Regions from separate parts of the Gossypium hirsutum genome. Here all the other regions are linked to region 3. The links are chromatin contacts, called in public Hi-C maps. All regions are on one chromosome and are shown on one strand. The core of a region is the stretch at or near the end of the contact, and the rest is flanking DNA. Distances in the headings are between cores, read along the strand shown.

Evidence for each region. A called contact is a pair of places that touch in the nucleus more often than the background predicts.
Region 1: a contact with region 3 is called in a Hi-C map of leaf, with 2.8 times the contacts expected there. The contact joins the promoter of LOC107962536 here to the promoter of LOC107961885 in region 3. A contact is called at or near these places in 2 of 34 Hi-C or Micro-C datasets (callus and leaf).
Region 2: a contact with region 3 is called in a Hi-C map of leaf, with 1.6 times the contacts expected there. The contact joins the promoter of LOC107963039 here to the promoter of LOC107961885 in region 3. A contact is called at or near these places in 2 of 34 Hi-C or Micro-C datasets (both in leaf).

Annotation. Positions count from the first base shown.
Region 1 is chrA11:119,799,448-119,803,732 of Gossypium_hirsutum_v2.1, reverse strand. LOC107962536 (disease resistance protein RPV1) reads right to left here and starts at 2,127. Exons shown (of 8, transcript XR_001701662.2): 1 at 791-2,127. It overlaps LOC107963149 (a long non-coding RNA gene), which reads left to right and starts at 3,051. Exons shown (of 2, transcript XR_001701869.2): 1 at 3,051-3,709; 2 at 3,956-4,279.
Region 2 is chrA11:119,499,801-119,504,141 of Gossypium_hirsutum_v2.1, reverse strand. It overlaps LOC107963039 (disease resistance protein RUN1), which reads right to left and starts at 2,155. Exons shown (of 8, transcript XR_001701863.2): 1 at 1,367-2,155; 2 at 83-1,181. It overlaps LOC107963029 (pentatricopeptide repeat-containing protein At3g12770), which reads right to left. Exons shown (of 1, transcript XM_016899631.2): 1 at 2,752-4,341. The coding sequence ends at 2,931.
Region 3 is chrA11:120,322,841-120,326,868 of Gossypium_hirsutum_v2.1, reverse strand. LOC107961885 (dormancy-associated protein homolog 3) reads right to left here and starts at 2,147. Exons shown (of 3, transcript XM_016898066.2): 1 at 1,962-2,147; 2 at 1,562-1,707; 3 at 1-318. The coding sequence starts at 2,076. The coding sequence ends at 229.

The DNA.
Region 1 (4,285 bases), core at 878-3,377, 520 kb after region 3:
TATATTTTGCTTGGGTAAAGCTAAAATTGAGTTCGAATTTTATATTTTTTAAATCTTATTATTTCTTATTATTGTAATTTTATTATTAATTAGAATTATAGCTATTATTTATTAATAAAAGGGAAAGGAAAGAGTTAAAAGAGAGAGAGAGAGAGAGAGAGAGAGAGAGAACTAAAACAAGACACACCCAGCGACAGGGTGAGCCAATAGAAAGACAGAAATAAAACAAAGAAATTATTTGCATGCCTAAAATAGTTACATTTCGTTGTTAGGTATGTTTTTAGAAAACGAGGGAATATTCTAGAGCCATAATAATTTATGAGTTACGGTCGAAATATTTAGTAATTATTTATCGTAGAAGAATACTCTTTTCCATTAATAATCAAAGTGATTGTTTTAAAAGTTTTTAATCATGAATTTTTATGGGGTTGTAGCTCGAATTTTTGTTTTAAAATAAATTCATTTTATTCATAATAAAATTATTTTATAACAAGAATTATTTTTAAATATTAAATATAAATTTAAGAATAGCACATGATTACATGATACCTTTTATCACATGTAACTGTACAATCAATTTTAAAATTTTATTAAAGGTTCCACCAAAAAAATAAAAAATTATATATTCTTAAGTGGGCAATCACACCTAACTAAAACAATTGAGTGGTGACCAAAAAAATAGTCTAGCGGACCTGAATACTGTTTCGACAAAACACATATATAGGAATATCCAAAAAAAATAACAATCTTGTTAGACACTAAAACTAGAAAATAGAGAAGAAAGAATGACCTGTTATTTAAATGCCATCCCTTGATGTTAGCCACTTCCCTCAAAGCATTTCCCCACCTTTGGATCTTTTCTCTATCTTCCTTATATCTCTCTTGATGTTTTGCAAACGCTTCTTCAACTTTTCCCTTCTGTTTTCTTAAATCGGATGGATCTACATTGTAGAATATTGGAAATACTTTATGTTCCTTATCCTTTTTTTGTTTAACTATCTCAGCAAGCTCCTCCAAGCACCAACTTGAAAAGGCATAGGTTTTTGAAAAAACGATGATCGAGCACCATGATTGTTGAATTGCTTTAAAGAGTTCAGGTGCGATCTCTTCACCCGCCTCCAACTTTGGATCATCTCTAAAGGTGACAATCCCACGCCTCGTTAGAGCTTCGTAGAGATGATCTGTGAAGTTTTTGCGAGTATCTTCACCTCTAAAACTCAAGAAAACATCATATTCCTTTTTAGAAATGGACGATGGAGTTGAAGGTAACGACAACATGAGGATATATGAGAAGAAAAAGATACCTCAATCTAGTGCTCAAAATCAGAAAATAGTTCGCTCAATACCACAGAAAGAAACTGGGAACAAGGGGTTGATGAGGATAAGAAAGAGAAAAGCAGATCTACAAATAGATGAGGGATGATGTTCTTTCCAAGAAGGTGAGGGTTGATTTTACGCCGGGTATATATAATAGTGCTGTTGTTAAATTATTTTTATGCAATTATTGAATGAAGGAATCATAATTTCAAGGCTAGTTTAATTAATCGTAAGTAAGAAATAAAAATGTTGGAGGGTTTGTATTTTACGTACTTAACAAAAAGAGTGGGGTTGTTAGGGAAAAATAATAATTAAAAACATGTGATGCAAACGTATTGGCTGATTTTATATCCGATATATATAATAGTGCTCTTGTTAAATTATTTGTATGCAATTATTAAATGAAGTTTAATTAAAAATGTTGGATCCAAACAGAGAACCTAATATAATATAAGGGGCTAAGCATGAAATTAACCCATTAATTTCCCAATTCATTCTCTAAAAAGCTGAAGAGGCTGCAGAGAGCGGAGCAACACCGGTGGAGTTTGTAAAGCCAAAGACTATCTATCCTTCCTTTTGCTAATTAACAGCCCACTATTCGATGATGGCGCTCTTCTCAGGCGGCTATCACTTTGTTCTTTCTAATTATCGGCAAACGACTGGCATCAAAAACCCCCATCCCCGTCTTCATTCAAAACATCTTCGCAGCTTAAACTTGGATTTTGCTTTGCACCAGAAAGCCAGAATTAGTAATACTATTGTGAGTGGCAACACCAAAAACTGCACTGCCACCTTCAATCTGATTTGGCTTATGATACCGTCTCTAAATATCAAGTTTTGGATACATCTGTTTAAAAAAATAATCATCTTCGTTTTTCTAAACGATGTGGGGTTAAATTAAAATAGTCATTTTAAGGGTGAAAAACAGAGGCGGATACTGAGGATGGCAGAATTTCCAGAACATAGAATATTGCCTTTATTTTATGAATTTTGATGAAAGTTGGTGAAATATTTAAAAATGATATATGTGTAGTTTTATTCGAATATGGCTAAAGTGTAAAAATCTCATATCGGATGAACGATAATGCGACATAAATTCAACAAATTAGTAAAGCATAAAAATAATGATAATAAAACAAAATAACAATACGCATAATTTAACAACATTAATAATAAAAAATGATGAAAACGATAATAATAATAATAATAATAATACCAACAACGAAAATAATAATAATAATAATAATAATAATAATAATAATAACGTAAGTAAATACGAAAAGGAAATATATAATGTAATATAAATTAATTAGTTTAATAATATGATGATAATAATAGTGATAATACAATAACAATAATAAAGTGGAAAATAAATAATAATAATACATTAAGAATAATAATAATATACTAATAATAACAATAATAGAAAATAATAATAAAAATAATAAAAATACAAAAAATATTGAAAATAAAATAGCAAATTAAAATATAAATAAAATTAAGGGAGCAATTTGTAAATAAATACATAAATAATATTGGATAGTAAAAAAAACATACTCAATAAAAAATAAAATAAACAAAGAATAAATAAATAATGAATTGGCAAATAAATAGATTTATTAAAAAAGGGACTTAATCGGGATAAAAATGAAATTAAAGGTAAAAACTATAATAAAATAAATAAATAGGGACCAAAATGAAATAAAAACAAAAAACGAGGGGCAAAATTTAAAGAAAAGAACAAAATAGGACCAAAATTAGATGTGCGAACGAAGGCGGGGACCGATTAGGGAATTATCCCTATTCCCCAAACGACACCATTTCAGATGTCGACCTCTTCAAACGGTCTTAGGGCCAAAGTGAAAACGAACTAAAATTAAAGGAAAAAATTTTAAAGAAATAAAATAGAATTGGACTAAGTTGAAAAAGATTGAAAAAACAGAGGGATCAACAGTGTAGATAACCCATTATTAGAGAAAACACGTGGATCCCCTGAGCAATGGATCAAGTCGACCCGTTTCGCGTCAAAACGACGCCGCTTAGCGCCTGGGATGCTAAATCAAAACGACGCCATTTCTTGTTGTTATAAAAACCTAAATTTTTTTTTCAATCTCTCATTTCAACCCTAACTCTAAAAAAAACTAAAAGCTTTCCCCTTTTCTCTCCTTTCTCCCTTCTTCTCCGGCCAATATGGTCATCGTCCAACCACCATGGCTGTTGGCCTCCAGCGTTGGTGGCCGCCGTATATGGTGGTCGGAGTAATACGAAAAGAGGTCTTTTTGACCGTTTGGTTCTCCCCAACCCTGATTTAAAACCTAAAATTCTAGAAAAAGCCTTTTAAAAGTAAAATAAAACAAACAAACCCTTGGTTCCCCTCTCCGATCTCAGAAAGGTAACTTTTTTTCTTTGAATATCTATATATGCATGTTCTTTATTCGAAAATAAACTTGCAAAGGAAATAAAAGAACAGAACGAAAGACCACCTTGATTCTTTTTTTATCCGATTGCTATTTTTTTTGTGTCTCCTTCTAAAAAAATTACAATGAAAAATGTTTATGGCTTTGTAGCCGAGTGATTACAGTTTTTTTTTGTTCTTTTTTGCTGCTATTTCTTGCTGTTGTGTGGCCTTTTCTTGTAGGTATAAGGCTGGATGCAAGTGTGGCATGCTAGTACGCGGACGTGGAGGCCGTTCGGAGGTTGCGCTGTAGGCTGGGGGCTGCGACGCGCCTTAACAAACCCTAGGGTTTCTTATTTTTTAATTTTCGGGCCAATTTAGTTGGGTATTATGTAGTTGGGCTCGGGTTATGATTTTGGGCTGTGTAAATTGGACAGTGGACATTTTATTTTTGTTTATCTTATGGTTTTGGGCTCAGGCTAAATTGACCCATTACATCAATTAATGCGTAGGATGTGTCAACAATTTATAATTTGTTTTTTACTATAGCGCAGTTGTTGTCTTCAACCCCAT
Region 2 (4,341 bases), core at 906-3,405, 820 kb after region 3:
AATGTCACCTCTTAAAACATAACGTTAACCAATTGAATTCGAGTCGGAATATATATAATGCAATTTCAATGTAATGACTTACAGTGTTTTTTGTTAGCACATGATAAACATCTCTTTCCTCCCACAACCTGCAACGTTTTCCAGGTTCATCGATAGATTTTTCCCTAACAATTTGTCTTCCCATTGTTTGTATCAGGTTATGCATCCACAAATACTTGTCTTCATGAACTTTTATGAGAGATTTCTTAATGAGAACATCTATTCCAATATCTGAGAAAAACTCACAACCATCCAATACTTTCATTACAAAATCTTTCTCCTCCCCGTTGAAGAAGCATGCTATGTCTAGAAATATATTCTTCTCCCTTTCTTCCAATCCATCAAAGCTGATTCGAAGTGTATTGAGAATTTCTTTGTTAGAATCTCCTTTAAGCCTTTCGACTGCACTTCTCCATTGAGCTACATCTCTACCGTACAAAAAAGAACCCAAAACTTCAAGAGCTAAGGGGAGACCACCAGCATAACGTACAACATGTTCAGAAAGCTTAATGAAATCATCTTTTGGCACTATATCACTAGGAAAAGCTTTCAAATTGAAAAGTCTAAGTGCATCATCAGGATTCAATGTTGCAGGCTTATACACACCATCGACTCCATAAGATCGGAGCAAATGTTCATCTCTTGTTGTTACAATGATTCGACTCCCTAAACCGAACCAATTACACCTTCCAACCAAGCATTTCAAGTGTTGTAAGTTATCAACATCATCAAGAATAACAAGAACTTTTTTATGAGACAACTTGTGGCTAATTATGGCATTCCCTTCATGAACATTGAAAAAATTGAAGCATTCATCTGGCAAGATTTGAGAAAGAAGTTGTTTTTGTAAAGAAACAAGTCCACATTTGTTTGAAGCTTCTCGAACATCAGCAAGAAAGCTTTTACCTTCAAAATGAGGAGACATTTGAGTGTAAACGACCCTTGCAAGAGTTGTTTTACCAATACCACCCATTCCACAAATTCCTATAATGCGGACATCGTCTTCCCCAATGTTTATTTTCGGATACAACTCCTCCAAATGTAAACTAATTCCAACCAACTCATCATGAACAACCGGATATGTCTGACATAATTTCGCTGATATCTTCTTAACAATGTCTCCAATAAATTCCATTTCATGTCTACAAAGAAATATAATTTTGTTGATATCTTTCAAATGCTCTTTTTTTCTATTTCAATGAACAATATAGTTTAGAAGCAAACAAAAAGCAAGATGACACAACTTGCTCTTTAGTAGAAAAATTGAACTTTACAATTAAACACATGTAATCCCCTGATGCCATTAAAACTAGAAAAGAAAGAATACCTGTTATTTAAATGCCATCCCCTGATGCTAGCCACTTCAGTCAAAGCATCTCGCCACCTTTGGAGCTTTTCTTTATCTTCCTTGTATCTCTCTTCGTGTTTGGCAAAGGCTTCATCAACTTTACCTTTCTGTTTTTTAAAATCAGATGGATCAACATTGTAAAAAATTGGAAAAACTTTATGGCCGTCGTTGTTATGTTGTTTAACAATCTCAGCAAGCTCCTCCAAGCAACAACTTGAAAAGGCATAAGTTTCAGAGAAAACGATTATCGAGCACCATGATTGCTGAACTGCTTTGAGAATTCCTGGTGTGATCTCTTCACCCGCCTCCAGCTTTAGATCATCTTTGAAAGTGACAATCCCACTTCTCCTTAGAGCATGATAGAGATGATCCGTGAAGTTCCTGCGGGTATCTTCACCTCTAAAACTCAAGAAAACATCATATTTCTTCCTAGAAATGGATGAGGGAATTGAAGCTATCGACATCATGACAATGTATCAGAAGAAATTTGCCGCTCAAAATCAGAGAACAAAACGCCCAATACCCAGAAAGAAACCAGCAACAATTAGTATGTATAAGCAACGAGAAAGCGAAAAACAGTTCAAATGTCCAGGGAAGAAAAAAGTTTTGTAAGCAAAAGTTCTCAATACATTTCTCACCTTCCCTTTTTCCAAGAAAAAAACGCGTAGCAGTGGAAAGTGGGGTCATAGACGTGATATGATGTGTTTTTCTACGAAGAAACCAAGAAGGTGAGAGTTCACAAAGAGGAACCTACTTTCATTAAAGTGTTTGACGGTTTGTCTTTTTTTATTACAAACAATACTAAGTAAAGATATAATGTTTCTTCCGTATTAAAAAACAAAAAAGAATTAAATATTATGAATATTGCCTTTTCAATTATTTATTTTATGTTATGGAAACGTAATTTTAATAATTTTTTATTTTAAATTTAAACTTTAAACTCAAATCTCGACCCCAAAATTTTAAATCTAAACCTTAAACTCAAAATCTCAAACATGAATATGAACTTTAAACTCGAAATTTTAAACTTCAAACTCAAAACATATTCAATATTTAAGATTTTAAGTTCGGGATTCAGGATTCAAATTTAAGTTCGAATTTATGATTTAAGGTTTGAGATTTAAAGTTTAAAGTTTAAATTTAGAATTCTAAGTTTAAGATTTCATTGTTTTGAGTTTGAAGTTCAAAATTTATAGTTCAGGGTAAAAAAAAGTTATCAAAATTACATACCAGAAAAATTATTGAAATATCATTATATAATTAAAAAGAGGTGATATGATGAGAAAATGTTCATAAAATAATTTTTCATCTCCTGTCCAATAATTCAAAACTGATGCTGAAAAAACTGGTAAAAAGAAAAAGGGTTGAATGGCTAATAGAACCGTTTTCTTCTATTTTAATAATTTTATAAATTTTTTAATAATTTATTTAATAATCTTGCCTTTTGCAGGTTTCTGTAGAGACCAAAGTGAAAAGCAGATAGTATCACAGTTTCAATGCAGGCCTGAGGATTAAATATTTTAACATCGCAATCAAATCATTTTCACCAATAATCATTGCAAGAACATTTTCCATCAACAAAGTGATGGAAACGGTTAGCATCTCTTACGATAATCTCCCTCTTTACCACCTTTGATATATATTTAGTCACTGTATGGCAATCACCACATACACGGAGGTTCTTACTGATCCTTATCAAGCTTCCTGCCGGTGTATGTAAAAGTCCGAAAGCGATAGCTAACCTCTCACTATGCCTCCACAGTGATTTGATCTTCATCGCCTCATCTACGTCACGAAGAACACAACTTGTATCCGGTACATAACCTAAAGCTTCAAGTTCTGATTTCAAGTTCTCGAGAATCCGATCAATTTCGACCGAGTTCGGATGTGAATCTTCACCAGCGAAAAACGCATGGAGCTGTTTTCCAACTTCAATCAGGCTGCATCCTGGTGTTTTTTTCAGTCCGCGTCCCCTCATGAAACCTCGAATATGATCTACTGCATCCCATCTCCTTGCTTCAGCATATATGTTTGATAACATGATGTAAATACCCGGGTTTGTTGCGTCCAAACTTAATAAATAGTCTGCAGCTTTTATGCCGATATCAATGTTCTTGTGCATTCTACAACCATTTAGCAATGCTTCGAAAACTTCACGGCTCGATTGAAAGGGCATTTGATTGATCAATACCTCCGCTTCTTCGATATGTCCTGCTCTGCTAAGAAGATCGACATAGCAAGCATAATGCTTCTCATTAGCCCTGATGTTATGGTCGCTTTCCATGCTCAGAAACAATCTTCTTCCTTGGTCCACGAGCCCTGAGTGACTACAAGCGGATAGAAGAGAGACAAATGTAGTTTTATTCGGCTTGAGTCCCTCATCTAACATTCGGTGATAGAGATCAAGAGCTTTGTGTCCTTGACCATGCATGCCATAGCCTGTGATCATAGAATTCCATGATATAACATCTTTAAGAAAGGACACATCTTCGAATAACCTCTCAGCATAGTTAATGTTTCCACACTTGGCATACATATCAATCAAGGCTGTCCTGTTAACTACGTCGAAAGCATAACCATGCCGTAACAATCGAGCATGCACACTCCTTCCTTTCTTCAATGAACCCAAGTGTGCACAACAGTGGACTAAACTAACCAAAGTTGTAGAATTTGCAGTGCCTCCCTCTTCTTGCATCTTACCAAATAATCTTATGGCATCTTCGGCGTGGCCATTTTGTGCTAATCCGACAAGCATAGCAGTCCATGTAATCACATTTCGATTCTTCATCCTATCAAACACAAAAGTTGCCTCCTTTAAGGCACCACACTTGGAATACAAATCTACTAATGCTGTACACAAAATAACGTTTATGTCGAGGCCTTTCCGGAAAATATAACCATGGAGAACCTTCCCACTTTCCAAATCTGCCACTTGAGCACAACCTTGGAGGAGG
Region 3 (4,028 bases), core at 898-3,397:
GAAAAACCGACATTGAAACATTAGTTCGAACAAGTTCGAAGAAGAAAAAAAATGAATTACAAGCTCTCCACATATAGCAAAATCCTCTACGTATGCACATACACATATATATTATAATTTACAGATTCTGAACACCATTGACACATTACAAATATATGCAAAAAGAGAAAAAGGCAAGCCCAGCTTCGAGGTTCATTTGCAGGCGAGAGAGCTCACAACTCACACGTCCTAAGGAGGATGAGGGCTCCTTGCTCCAACCTCGCCGGCCTTCTCGTACGCATCCGAATCGATCTTCTCCGGAACTGATACGATTCTTTGCTACCTAAACAAAACATTTCATCCACGTTAACAACTTCATATATCTAATTATCAACTGATTTAAGTATCCATTATTAAAGGGGATCAGTATCTACTTTGGAGTGTCTCACTCCATCAATAGTAAATATATTGCTTTTGCAATGTTTATGCTCGGTTTTAATTTTGGATTTTTGTATCTCTACTCCAAAGCTAACCAAGTGGTAGTGTTCTTGCTCACCGAGACCTTTTAGGGGCATGAAGACTAACCACATTAAGGCCAAAATGATGAAACATTTTCTTGGTGGATCTAGGCACTACTACCCAAACTCTATGAACTTTTTTGGGCACTACTCGGAGTAAAGAGACAAAAACACAAGACTGAAATCGAGCATAAATACCTCGAGAACAATACTTCCATCGTTGAGGGAATGAAATATTTCAAATCAAATACTCGTCTTCAACGATCTTAATAAACAGTAAAATAAACTCTAATTAATGAAATTAAAACAATAGTGACGAGATTAAAGCTTGAGCTTAATAGTGTCAACTTTAAAGGGTAAAAATATGCTATCTAAGTACTTATACTTTTACTATATTTGAAATGGTCAAACTCACAAAAAAAAACTAATAATAATGATTTATATCTTAAATATATAAATACAGGATAAATCTCAAAATTATACGTCAACTTTAATTTAATATGTAATTTAATATATGAACTTTCATTTAGTACAATTATATACAAGAAATTTTTATTGTGATTTAAATATATACACGCAAACTTTCATTTTAATTCAATTATACACATTTAAAGAAATAAATACATCAGATTATTTTTATATTAGATAAATATAATTATTTATATATTAATAATTGTATTAATTATTTATGAGAATTAAATCAAATAAAAAAATTCATATATAAAATTATACAAAATCAAAGTTAATGCATAAAATTACACATTACATATACAAACAAATACATGTTAATCTGTCAACGAGGACAAATTTGTCTAACTAAAACAGAAATTATAATAATGATTTTAATTTGGCATCCATTATCCATTGAGGAAAATGATACAAATCCGTTAAATGACATATTTACCCTCCTAAAGTCCACCAATCAGACAAAAAGTTAATTTGACAGAACACAACTTCTAACCCTTCTTAGACGTAGAACTTGAGATTTAAGAAATAAATAAGTAAAGAAATTCGGCAATGAGTTAAAAATATTTTTAAAAAAATTTACCGGCAAAAGGAGATACCGGAGGAGTCGTTCCGGCCGGCGAAACAGGAGGTGAACCGGTCTGATAACCCGGTGGTTTTACGATCATAATAGTACGTGTCACTCTCGTCGCTTCCTCCAACGACGTTTCATCACCGTTTGATCTCACACTCCCGCCATCAGATTCTGATCATTAAATCGCCAAAAACCAATTGAAAATATATCAATACGAAAAAAACGACTAGAATTCTTAAATCTTCTCATAAAATAATTAAAATATTTCATCTCGCAACAAATTTTCGCTTTATTTTAAAAGCTCTTCGCCAGTTGGATTTTTTAACAAATTTAAATTACTTATCAGTGACATATAATTTTTGCTTTTCAATACGACTAAAGTGAGCCGCTATCACTGACGTGAAAATAGCGAGCGTTAAGCGTACCCTTAGCGGAGTTAGGCCAGAAAGTAAATTTGGATTGCTTTCGGAGCTTGCCGAGGCCGGTATCCGGTCGGGGACCGGCGACGGAATCGTCCCATAACTGGCCAAGTAGTCCCATATGATCGGAATCGTAGCAGGAGAACAGCGTGTCCTAAGATCTTTCTTGTTTTAATGAAAGTAACTCAGAAGAAGATATTTAACGACAAAATGAAAGGGTGTTAAAGGTCGAACAAGTTGGGATAAACATGGATCGTTGATCTTGGATCTGAGGAGGGGAAAGGGATGACGTGGCGAATGGATCGATAAGAACGCAGTTTGGGATAAGAATAAGATCAAGTGTGACGACTGGGACCAAAAAACTTGCATAATTTTGGAGGTCACGTGACTAGATCATCATTTTCTCTTATGAAGGTTGAAAGATCAAACATAAAAGGATAGCTCAATGCAAACAATTCCTCCTAACTAAAAGTATCCGCTCGACAAAGTGCATATTACGCTTCACGAGATTCCGACGGATAGTATAGAGGTGATTTAGATTATTCAAGTAGCTTTTCCGAAGTTTTCAAATTTAACACTTATCAGAAGTATTTAATAAATATTATCGAAAATAGATCAATAAAAAATAATATATATTCCTTTAAAAGATAATACAAACGTCGATCATATCACTAAATTGACTTTCAATAGGGATAAGAATATGTAGTTATTTGCAAAGATTTCATAAAGTATTGATAGTTTAATCTAAATATTGTATTGGCTAATCTTTTCACTAAAAAAAAACATTCACAAAGTACACTTCTCCACCTCATTGGAAATCATGTAGATGAGTCAGAATTAAATTATATATTTTTACGATAGTAAAAATATAATTTTACTATTTTAATAGTTTATATCTTTAAAATTTTAAAAAAATTAAATTTTTTTATTATTTTTAAGAGAATTAAAGTACAATTTTATTATTATTAACATAAACATGTGAGACAAATATCAAATCAAAATATTGGAAAATAATATTCATATTAAATTAAATATGTTGACATGTGATAGATAAAATGATCAAATCAAAATATTCGAAAAAATTAAAAATAATATTTCTGTGACTTTTTCTGTTGTTTCCATGACTTTTTTGTGTACTGCACATTTCATACAATTAGAATAAAGTTTTGAAAATGATATTCATATGAATTATGTTGGACCTATTGTGGATAAAATTATCAAATCAAAATATTTGAAAATTCCAAAAATTGTATTTCTGTGACTACTTTTTGTTGTTTTCATGATTTTCTTTTTGTGTACTATACATTTCATATAATTAAAATAAAGTTTTGAAAATTATATTCATATTAATTATGTTGACCTATGATAGATATGAGAAAAGATTGTATGAATTGTAATTTCACATCATCCTTATTATTTTCTAATAAGAAAATGACAACTTAGACTTCTATTCCTAATATTTAGCATTTTTAGTTGAATTTGATTTTTTAAAATGAGGAAAAAGCTGAAAATCAAGAGGAAAAGTCTAGTTTGTCATTCTGCTATTAAAAAGGGATAAGGATGACGTGGAATCACAGTTTCATACAATTCCTTCTCGATAGATATAATGGTCTAATTTTTAGGTGAATCAATTTATATTTTTTAAAATTATTTAAAATTAAAATTGAATTTTTGACAAAATATAAGATCAATTAAAACACAACACAAATATATGAGAAATAATCAAAACATGTCCAACATAGAAAACAATATAAACACAATACGAATACACAGATATATCAAAATTTATATACAAAGAATTCTTAGCATATAAAAAAATTATATAAATTTATAATACTTCAATTATTTGAAAAAAAAAGTCACAACACATACACTATGTTTGTTTCAATGTAATGAAATAGAATTGTAATAAAATAAAGCTGGAATATATTTTTTCTTATTTATATCAATTTTCCTTCTCTCTTTTTTTCATTCCTTTACTTTCTTTTCTTCTTTCATTTATTTGTAATGACTTAATTAACCCTTAAAATTTTTTAAAAGGGAAAACTATACCATTAATTACAAAACTATAGA